3 separate regions of the Sus scrofa genome follow, and all the other regions are linked to region 3. The links are chromatin contacts, called in public HiChIP or PLAC-seq maps. All regions are on one chromosome and are shown on one strand. The core of a region is the stretch at or near the end of the contact, and the rest is flanking DNA. Distances in the headings are between cores, read along the strand shown. Region 1 holds the start of KMT5B (histone-lysine N-methyltransferase KMT5B). Region 2 holds the start of NDUFS8 (NADH dehydrogenase [ubiquinone] iron-sulfur protein 8, mitochondrial). Region 3 holds the start of CHKA (choline kinase alpha).

Region 1 (2,700 bases), core at 190-2,689, 78 kb after region 3:
TCGACGGACGGGAGGCGAGCGCTCCAAAGCGGGTACCCGAGCCCGAGAAGGGACGGAGCGGGCTGCTCTGCGTCCGCCGCGCTTCTACAGCACGCCGGCAAGCCGCGTCGAGCTGTCATCCTGAACACAGCTTCCCCGCGTCTCAGAGGTGGGGCGACGCGGACACATCACCCTCGGAGAAGCGCAAGGAAGACAGGCGCCCCGGGAGGACCAGCGCCTCGGCTCGGGACGCGGCGCCGGCGGGGCGAGGGCGCCGGGAGACAAGCCCCGGCCAGAGGCCCCAGCCGCGCTCGAGGGCGGCCCGGCGCGGGCGGAGCAGCGGCCCGGGAGGCGAGCCGAAGGGAGGCTCGAGTCCAAACAAAAACAGCCCGAAGCGGAGCGCGGCAGAGGGAGCAGATTGGGCGAGACGGTTCACGGCTGCCCATTGGAGAAGAGGGAAAACAGAGTCCCCCAATCGCGAGCGGCGGGGCTGCTCCCCTCGTGCGGCCGCGGGCCGGCCCGGCGCTGCCCGGCGGCCGCTACCGCTCCCTTCCGGCGGCGGCGCCCACTGCAGGGCCCGCGCCCCGCGCCCGCCGCCGCCGCCGCCGCCGCCGCCGCCGCCGCCGCCGCGCCCCTCCCCCGGTCGCCGCCCCCACCCCCCGCGGCCCCGGCCCCGGCCCCCGCCCGGCGCCCCCGCGCCCGCCGGCCCGCCCCCAGCCCGCCGGCCGCCGCCCGCGCCCGCCGCCCCGGCGCCCCCCGCACGCCCGCCCCCCGCTCACCGCCGGGCGCTGCCCGCTCCTCCTCGGGGCGCGTCGAGGCCCCGCCGCCCGGCCGCTGCACTGGGGGGCCCGCGCTCCCCAGCGCCACTCCCCCGTCCCCCCAGAAAATTAATCACCAAAAATAATTCCAGAGAAAAATGGAGAGTAAAATCCAAGATGGCGGCGCATGCCGCAGCACCGCCCGCTCCATCCGCTGTCGGGAAATGAGTCCCCGCGGCGGCCGGAGCCCCCCGCCCCCACCGCGCCGCGCCCCCGCGCCCCCGCGCCCCGGGCCTCACCTCGCCTCTCGCGCGGCCTCGGGGTTCCAAAGGCAGCCGCTGGCCTGGTGGCTCCGCGTCCCGGGTCCTGGCGCCGCGCGTGCCGCCTCCGGTGCCCGGGCGCCCTCACCTCATAGCTCCGGAGCCTCGCCGCCCGCGCCGCAGACGCGTCGCCGCCCCCGGTGAGCCGCTCGGACGCCGCCCGGGAACGGTGGAAGGACACGAAAAGAAGTGCCCTCGGCCGGGCGGAGGGACACCACTCCGGGCTCGCGCCGCTGCGGCCGCCTCTGTTGCTTTTACGGGACGGGGGGTGGGGGGAGGCGGAGAAACCCGAGAAAGAAATGAGTTCCCCGCCGGGTGCTCCCGCGGCGGAGGGACAAAAAGCGAATTTCGAGCGGACGAGGCGACTCCCTGCTTCGCTCGCTCGCGGCGGAGGGATCCGTGTCGAGTAGTCGCAGGAGATCCCTCCGCCCCTCAGCTGCCCTTTAAATCGCGGCTGGAGGCGGCGTCGTCGCGCGCCCCTCAGGCGCCCCTCAAGCCTGAGGCCTGTTGTGCTCCGGTCCCGGCGAGGCTGCCCTCCACCTTGGTTCCCGGGCGCAGCTGCACCCACCGGCTACAACTCCCGAGCTGGGACGGGAGCAGCCCGGGAGCGGGGTGGGGGTGGGGGGACGGACGGGCTCCTCGCCCAGGGCGCCTCCGGGTTGCGCCGGGGGGAGGCGGCCCCACGGAGGCGAGCCTCTTTGTTGTGGGAATGGGTGTCATTGGAAGCTGACCCACCCTTCGAGGCCTGTGGGCAGCCTGAGCGCTCCACCGCCTAGTGTGCGGGGAGGAGGGAGGGAGCGTGCCTTCATCAGGCCACTGGCTTCCTAGCGTCGGCCGCCCCTTGCCTGAGCGCCTACTGTGTGCCGGCTTCCCGGGAAACAGGTCTTCCCGCCTCCCTGGTTGGGCAGTGCCCGCCCCGAGCATGCGGCCCCTCCGGAAAGCTTGGGCGGGTCGGGGTGTTGCGGGGAGAGGCTCACTCGCGCCAGGTGTGCGGGGAGCGTGCGAAGCCCCGCCCTTGGGGCCCGCAGGTGGCGATGATGACTGAGAAATAACAATCGCGAGAGGACCGGGAGTACCAGCCTTTACTGCCTGCCGGGTGCCCCGTCTCTCGTCCTCCCTACAACGACCCCCAGCAGGAGCGGACCGTCTTTTCCTGGTTCATACGTAGGGAAACTGAGGCACCGACAGGGCAGGTGACCTCTGAGCCGATCGGGGCGTGGGCCAGCGCCCTCATCCAGCACTCCGGGGAGAGGTGCAGGCGTCGAGGTTGCCGCCGGCGGGCGGATGCACGGAGGCGGCGCCCGAAGGGTCTCCCCCGACGCGGAGGGGCGCTCGGAGGAGGGCGCGGTTGGGCGACGTGAGCCCAACAAGTGCAAAGGCCCTGGAGCGGGGGTGGGGGGGCGGGGTTGCTAAAGACGCCGCCGCTTCCGGAACTTAGGGAAGCCCAGCGCGGCTCCTGCAGAGAGGAGGCGGGCAGGGCCGGCGGGTCCACCTATTCCCGGAGGAGCCCCACGTCTCCTTTGGCTTCCTCTGCATCCCCCAGGGCCTGGCCCCGAGTAGGCCGACCGGAAAGGACGGTTCCGCGGGGCGTGTGGGTGACCGCACGGACTGTGGGCCGAGGAACCTCATTATTCCTCCCCCTT
Region 2 (2,700 bases), core at 176-2,675, 79 kb before region 3:
GCCTCCTCCCACCCTGGCCACCTGTGTCCCCGGAGAGGAGGGTAGATGTGGGCACCTCTTGGCCACCACCCTTTCTGTGGCGGGTGCAAAACGGGCCCTGGCATCTGGCCCATGTCACGCTGTGGACGGGCTGTGACCGGGGTCATCCCTGCCCTCTCTGAGCCTGTCTCCCTGTCTGTGTACAGAGGAGGTAGCGAACAGCACCTCCAGACAGCACTGTGAGGATTAAATCTCGGAGCTGAATCGCTGACTCCAAGCTTCAGGTGTCCTGTCTCCTCACTTGGGTGGGTGAGGCTGCCCCCGTCGTCTCTCCCCCCACCTGTCCCTCCAGTTCAAGCTGATGAGACACCTGCAGCAGGACTCCCCTTCAGCTTGCGCCTCTTGGGAGCTCTGGATGTGCTCCCGTCCCCCAAGTGGCTGGCCCTGGGTGCCTTCCCCACAGCATATCCCAGCCTGGACTCACACGCTGCCCTGCCTGCCAATCCTCCTGGGCCCCAAGGCCCTGGCGTGGTCCCCCTCCACTCAGCCACCAGAGCCAAACTCCTGGGCCTCCTGCTGGATACTCCCTTCTCACCTCCCAGATCCCATCTTTGAACAATTCCAGATGATTCTATAATGCTGCCGAACTTCCCTGAGCCATACAGCAATCACTGTGCCCAGACCCAGCCCTTCTCCTCCGCAGTACCCACGTGGCCCTCAGCCTGACCCCCTTCAGAGGCGTGCTCTGGCCCACAAGTCTGGACCCTTAACAGTCCCTGGGAGGCCCCATGCGTGCCACCCTCTCCTTGTCCTCTTCAAATGCCCTCGAGGTGTCCTCCTTTTCGGGCAGACCTCTGCACTGACGCTGGGCATATCCTCTGGTCCTTCTTGTTCTGCCCAACTCCTCTTTACTGTCTGCTGGGACGGCACCTCCTCCAGGAAGTCCTCCCTGACCACTTTCCACTCCCTCCGACCCAGATGACCTAGGGGATCTTCTCGGCCTCCGGGGTCCCTCTGCCGCACAAGTCACTGGGAGGAAACACCGCTTTGGTGGCCGTTGAGGGACGGGGCTCCCGAGTCGTTTAGATCCAAGACCGTTGTGGCGGCCACACGCAGCAGCTCTAAGGCTTGGACCAAGTAATTACGCATGCCCGTGCCTCAGTTTCCCCATCTGTAAAGCGAGAACGATCGTTCCTTCACACAGGGCTCCGTGAGGATTAAATGAAACCGCTCGGGTGAAGTTTTAGCCCGGAGCAGGCACGGCTCCCGCGCGTAATCAAGCGCCGAGATTCTCGTCCCCGCTATCACATACCGCCCGCGGAGGCCGGGGGGGCGGAGGGGGGCGGGTACCTCTGGCCAGGATGCCCAGTCAGAACTGGAGCAGCTTCCCTAAACCACGCCTCGGATGTCCCGCCTCCAAGGAACCGGGAGTCCCGGTTCATCAGCCTCTTGAATCCAGCTCGGCGGCGCTCTACCGCACTTCGAGCGCCTGCTCTTCCCTAGCCAATCGGATTAAAGGTCGTCTTTGATCCCGCCTCTTTTGGCCGCATCAGCCAATCAGACCACACTATGAAGAGTCAGCGCGGAAAAGGCAAAGCCAGCCGGCCCAATGGAAGCGTCCCAGGAATGTAGGCTCCGCCTCTCGGTGGACCGGCCTCCTCCGCACGGGAAGGAGCGGCAGCGCTTCAAGGTGGGTGTTCGGGGCTCAATTGTTAAGGCCAGGTCTGGGCAGCGCGGCGTCGGGGGCGAGTGTGGAGCCCCTGCTGGCCCCGCTGGCTCCGCGCCCAGGCTCATCTCGGCCCGCCCAGGACCCGCAGCCTCCGTGCCCTTGAGCGTGCAGCGGGCGGATCGAGAGGCCCATACCCTCAGGGCGCAGGCGCCGCCCGCATCCGTGGGGTCAGAGGTCGTGAGGAAGGTCGGGGAAGGAGCTGGGTTGGGCTCCTGTCACTGAATTCGGCGGTCAAAGAAATGGGCCCTGTAGAGGTCACAGGTCACGGGAGGGGCACTTTTGAGCTCAGGCTAAGTGCCAGGCCCGGGGCTAAACCCTTGGCATCGTCGAGCTCCCGTTTCACAGACGAGAAAACCCAAGGTCACTGCAGGCTGGGAGACAGTTCCAGAAGGGCCTGGATGCTGGGGAAAGGAGTTGATCTGGAGGGTTATTTGAGCCTTTAAAGGGTTCCAGCAGGGGAGGCCTGGAGGTGTGAAGGGAGGGGTCTGGTCTGGGTTCACATCCTGGTCTCACCTCCTTAGGTGTGACTGTGGGCAGGTCACTTCACACGAGTGAGCGCAGCTTCTCATCTGTGCCTCCCTCTGGGGTGGGTGGGAGTCCTCCTGAGGACAAAGTGACAGTGCACGTGACCCCTAGCAATGTGCTTGGCACAGGGAGCTCTCAGTAAAGGCTGTTGGCAGTGTTATCTGCGTCCATCTGGAGGCTGGGAGGGGCTACACCTGGGAACGGGAAGGCTGCCTGTGCCTCTGATCAGAATGGGGTTGAGTAGGGGACAAGATGACGTGGTCGTGCTGGGTCAAGGGTCAGGGCTCCTGCAGTGCTGGAGTGCGGGGGTCTGGGGGGCCCTGTATGGGACCCACCTACACCTCCCTCCCTTTCACCCCCACAGATGCGCTGCCTGAGCACGCCCATGCTGCTGCGGGCCCTGGCCCAGGCCCAGGCTGCACATGCAGGTAGGACTCGGGGGCCTTTCTGGGGTTGGGGTTGGGTGC
Region 3 (2,700 bases), core at 66-2,565:
CCTACATGGTGAGGGGTGATGTCACAGGTGCAGTACCACAAAAATCAAGTTTATGTTTTCCTTAAGAAATCTGAATAGGTACACACCTACTTTTTTTTGTAATTTAAACTTATGATTGATTTTTTAAGCCTAAACGAGGGGGGGGGGTGATTTTTCTACCTTACTCCTAGTAACTTCTGGAGCCACACATCCTAATTTTGGCTAGTAACACACCTACACGTCTGAACAGTGTCAGTGGGGAAGGAGCGAATGTCACCCCTTCACCACCAACAAATGTCTCTTTCAGTGGGAAAAAAAAAAGAAATTCAAATCATGGACTTGAGCAACTAGAAGTCAAAGTTACCAAGGCATATTTTTTTAAGCCTGCCACAACATCCCTCCTTCATTCAGGGCCCTAAACCGCAAAAACACTTGCATATTTTCAGGCTCTCTACAAAAAGTACTTTGTGATCCATCAGTATTGTCCTCCTGAGAAGAGACCTGTTTTCCCACGAAACCGGTATTTTTTCAACAGCCTGCCTTCCGGAGGGTCTTGGTGGCCGCGGGGCCCGTTGCGCGGGACTGGGCTCGGATTTCACAAGGGCTCGGGAAAGGTGCCTTTCGAGGGCCGCGCTGCCCCCCGCCCGGCCCGCGCCCCCGTGCCCGGCCCGGCCTCCCGCCCCGCCCCCGGCCAGCGTCACCTGACCGCAGCCGCGCAGCCCGCCCGCCCGCCCGCCCCGCGCGCGGCCGCCACCGACCTGATGACACTGATGTGGAACTGGTCCTCGCGGAGGCCCCGCCAGGCGCCGGGCAGGAACTCCTTGCACCACAGATAGGCCCTGCGCCGCGTCCGGGGCTCGGGCTGCTCGTCCGCCGGCGGCGGCGGCGGCGGGGGCAGCGGCAGCGGCGGCGGCGGCGGCGGGGGCAGCGCGAGCGGCGGCTGCCGCCCGCCCAGCTGCTTGGGCTCCGGGTCACTGGCGGCGTCGCGCTGCTGCCCCACGCCGGGCCCCGGGGCCGCGCTGCCGCTGCCGCAGCTCAGCAGCAGCCCGAGCGGCGAGGGCTCCGCCTCGCCCCCGTTGCAGAACTTGGTCTTCATGCCGGGCAGGCGGCCGAGGAGGCGCGGTCGGCCGCAGCGAGAGAGGGCGAGGCTCAGGGTCCGGCCGGACGGCCCCCTCCCGGAGGCCGAGCGTGGAGGCCGCTCACCCGCTTGCTGACGGGCAGGCCGGGGGCGGCGGCGGTGCGGAGGCAGCGAGCGGCGGACGGCGGTAGCTCTCGGCTGGACCTGCTCGCCGTGGCGCTCGCTCCTATACCGCCGCCGCACGAGGACCGCCGGCCGCGTCACAGCCCGCCCTCGGGCTCGCCGCTGATTGGCCGCCGCCCGCCGGCCCAGCGCATCACAACCGCCTCCGCCCTCGCCACGCCGCCTCCCCATTGGCTGCGGCGGCAGCACACCGCCCCCGCCCCCACCCCGACCCGGGTGCGGCGGCCGCGGGAGGCGGGGCCTTGCGGGAGGCGGGGCGTGGAGCGGGACCCGGGGCGCCGGGGATGGAGAAAGCTAACGTGGTGTGGGGGCTCCCCGAGGGCGGGCAGGCGGGGTGGCCCTGAGCCTCAGAGGAGCCCGAGCTTGACCTTGGAGGCTGCAACTGTGCTTGAACCCCTCGAAACCTGCAAGACATCAGAGGCGGGGGCCTGGCGGGGGGGGGACAGGCAGGAAGCTGGTGCCAGGAGGCTGGCTTCTCTCTCCGCGTGACCTTGGGGCGAGGCACCTCCTTCTGCAGCTCCATATGTGTGTTTTTATAACATTTAACAGCGCCGGTTCAGCTCCCTGGGAGGCGCGACCACGCCCTGTCCTAGCTGGAGCCTGAGAAATTATTGTTCCCAGGTCAAAAAGAGAGAAGAGGCGACTGGTTCAAGGCCGCACAGCCGGCCCAGCCCTGTGACGGCTTCTGCAGCCTCAGTTTCCCTGTCCGTGGTGCTGAGGACGCCGGGGCCTCGAACCTTGGGGCGAGCGGGGCGGCATCCCCGCAGCCTCCCTGAACACTGGCCAAAGGTGAGTGCTGCGGCCTGCTGGCTTTGTGGATGCCGCCCCGTCCGCCCGCCCCCGCGCAGGAGGCAGCCCCCTGACTGTGACTGAAGCACCTTTGCCCGCGGAGGCGGGTGCGAGGGCCCCCTGCTCCATTTATCACGTTTACCACCCCAGGTCCCTCACTCAGCTCGCACCCCGCCGCCCCAGTCCTTTCTGAAAGTAAATGGAGTAGGGATACATTTGAAAATGACAGATCCTCTTTTACTGGCCATGAGCTGGGACTAGAGGAGGTTCCCCTGGCTGCTTCGGAAATTCAGGGCCTAGCATACAGGAAACGGCTTCTGTGAGGGGATTTCACAGTGCTGGGGAAGAAAACAGGTCTGCTAAGCAGCGGGTACTTGGCTGAACTTGCTCCAAGAAAAATGGGCTTATTGAACAAAAGGATTGTGATGAAAGGGGGCTTTTGTCCAGACAGCTGTGGAGGTGGGCCTGGACATTGAACTGGAGGGAGCTGGGAGCCGTCCAGAGGCTTTGGAGAGAGGCCGCGGAGACCAGTCCCGTTGGATGCTGGAAACGCTGAGAAATCAAGGTCTTCAGTCAGGCTATTTAGATAAGGGAGCCAAGGACTTTGTCTAAAAATACCAGCCTTGAGAAGGCGGGGCTGTATCTGTGGCCTGTCCAGGTGAGGGGCCTTT

The links. HiChIP or PLAC-seq counts read pairs in DNA pulled down with a chosen protein or histone mark.
Region 1: a contact with region 3 is called in an H3K27ac HiChIP or PLAC-seq map of alveolar macrophages. The contact joins the promoter of KMT5B here to the promoter of CHKA in region 3. A contact is called at or near these places in 2 of 5 promoter capture datasets (both in liver), 2 of 47 Hi-C or Micro-C datasets (embryonic fibroblasts and liver) and 2 of 2 datasets of contacts at active chromatin or transcription factors (alveolar macrophages and skeletal muscle).
Region 2: an H3K27ac HiChIP or PLAC-seq map of alveolar macrophages shows a contact between it and region 3. The contact joins the promoter of NDUFS8 here to the promoter of CHKA in region 3. A contact is called at or near these places in 1 of 5 promoter capture datasets (liver), 3 of 47 Hi-C or Micro-C datasets (heart right ventricle and liver) and 2 of 2 datasets of contacts at active chromatin or transcription factors (alveolar macrophages and skeletal muscle).

What each region holds. Positions count from the first base shown.
Region 1 is chr2:4,709,275-4,711,974 of Sscrofa11.1, reverse strand. KMT5B (histone-lysine N-methyltransferase KMT5B) reads right to left here and starts at 1,439. Exons shown (of 11, transcript XM_021082731.1): 1 at 1,037-1,439. It overlaps LOC102162815 (a long non-coding RNA gene), which reads left to right and starts at 1,655. Exons shown (of 4, transcript XR_301556.3): 1 at 1,655-2,700.
Region 2 is chr2:4,866,117-4,868,816 of Sscrofa11.1, reverse strand. NDUFS8 (NADH dehydrogenase [ubiquinone] iron-sulfur protein 8, mitochondrial) reads left to right here and starts at 1,425. Exons shown (of 7, transcript XM_003122434.3): 1 at 1,425-1,669; 2 at 2,598-2,661. The coding sequence starts at 1,589. It also overlaps a transcript of ALDH3B1 not described here.
Region 3 is chr2:4,787,123-4,789,822 of Sscrofa11.1, reverse strand. CHKA (choline kinase alpha) reads right to left here and starts at 1,315. Exons shown (of 13, transcript XR_002341423.1): 1 at 738-1,315.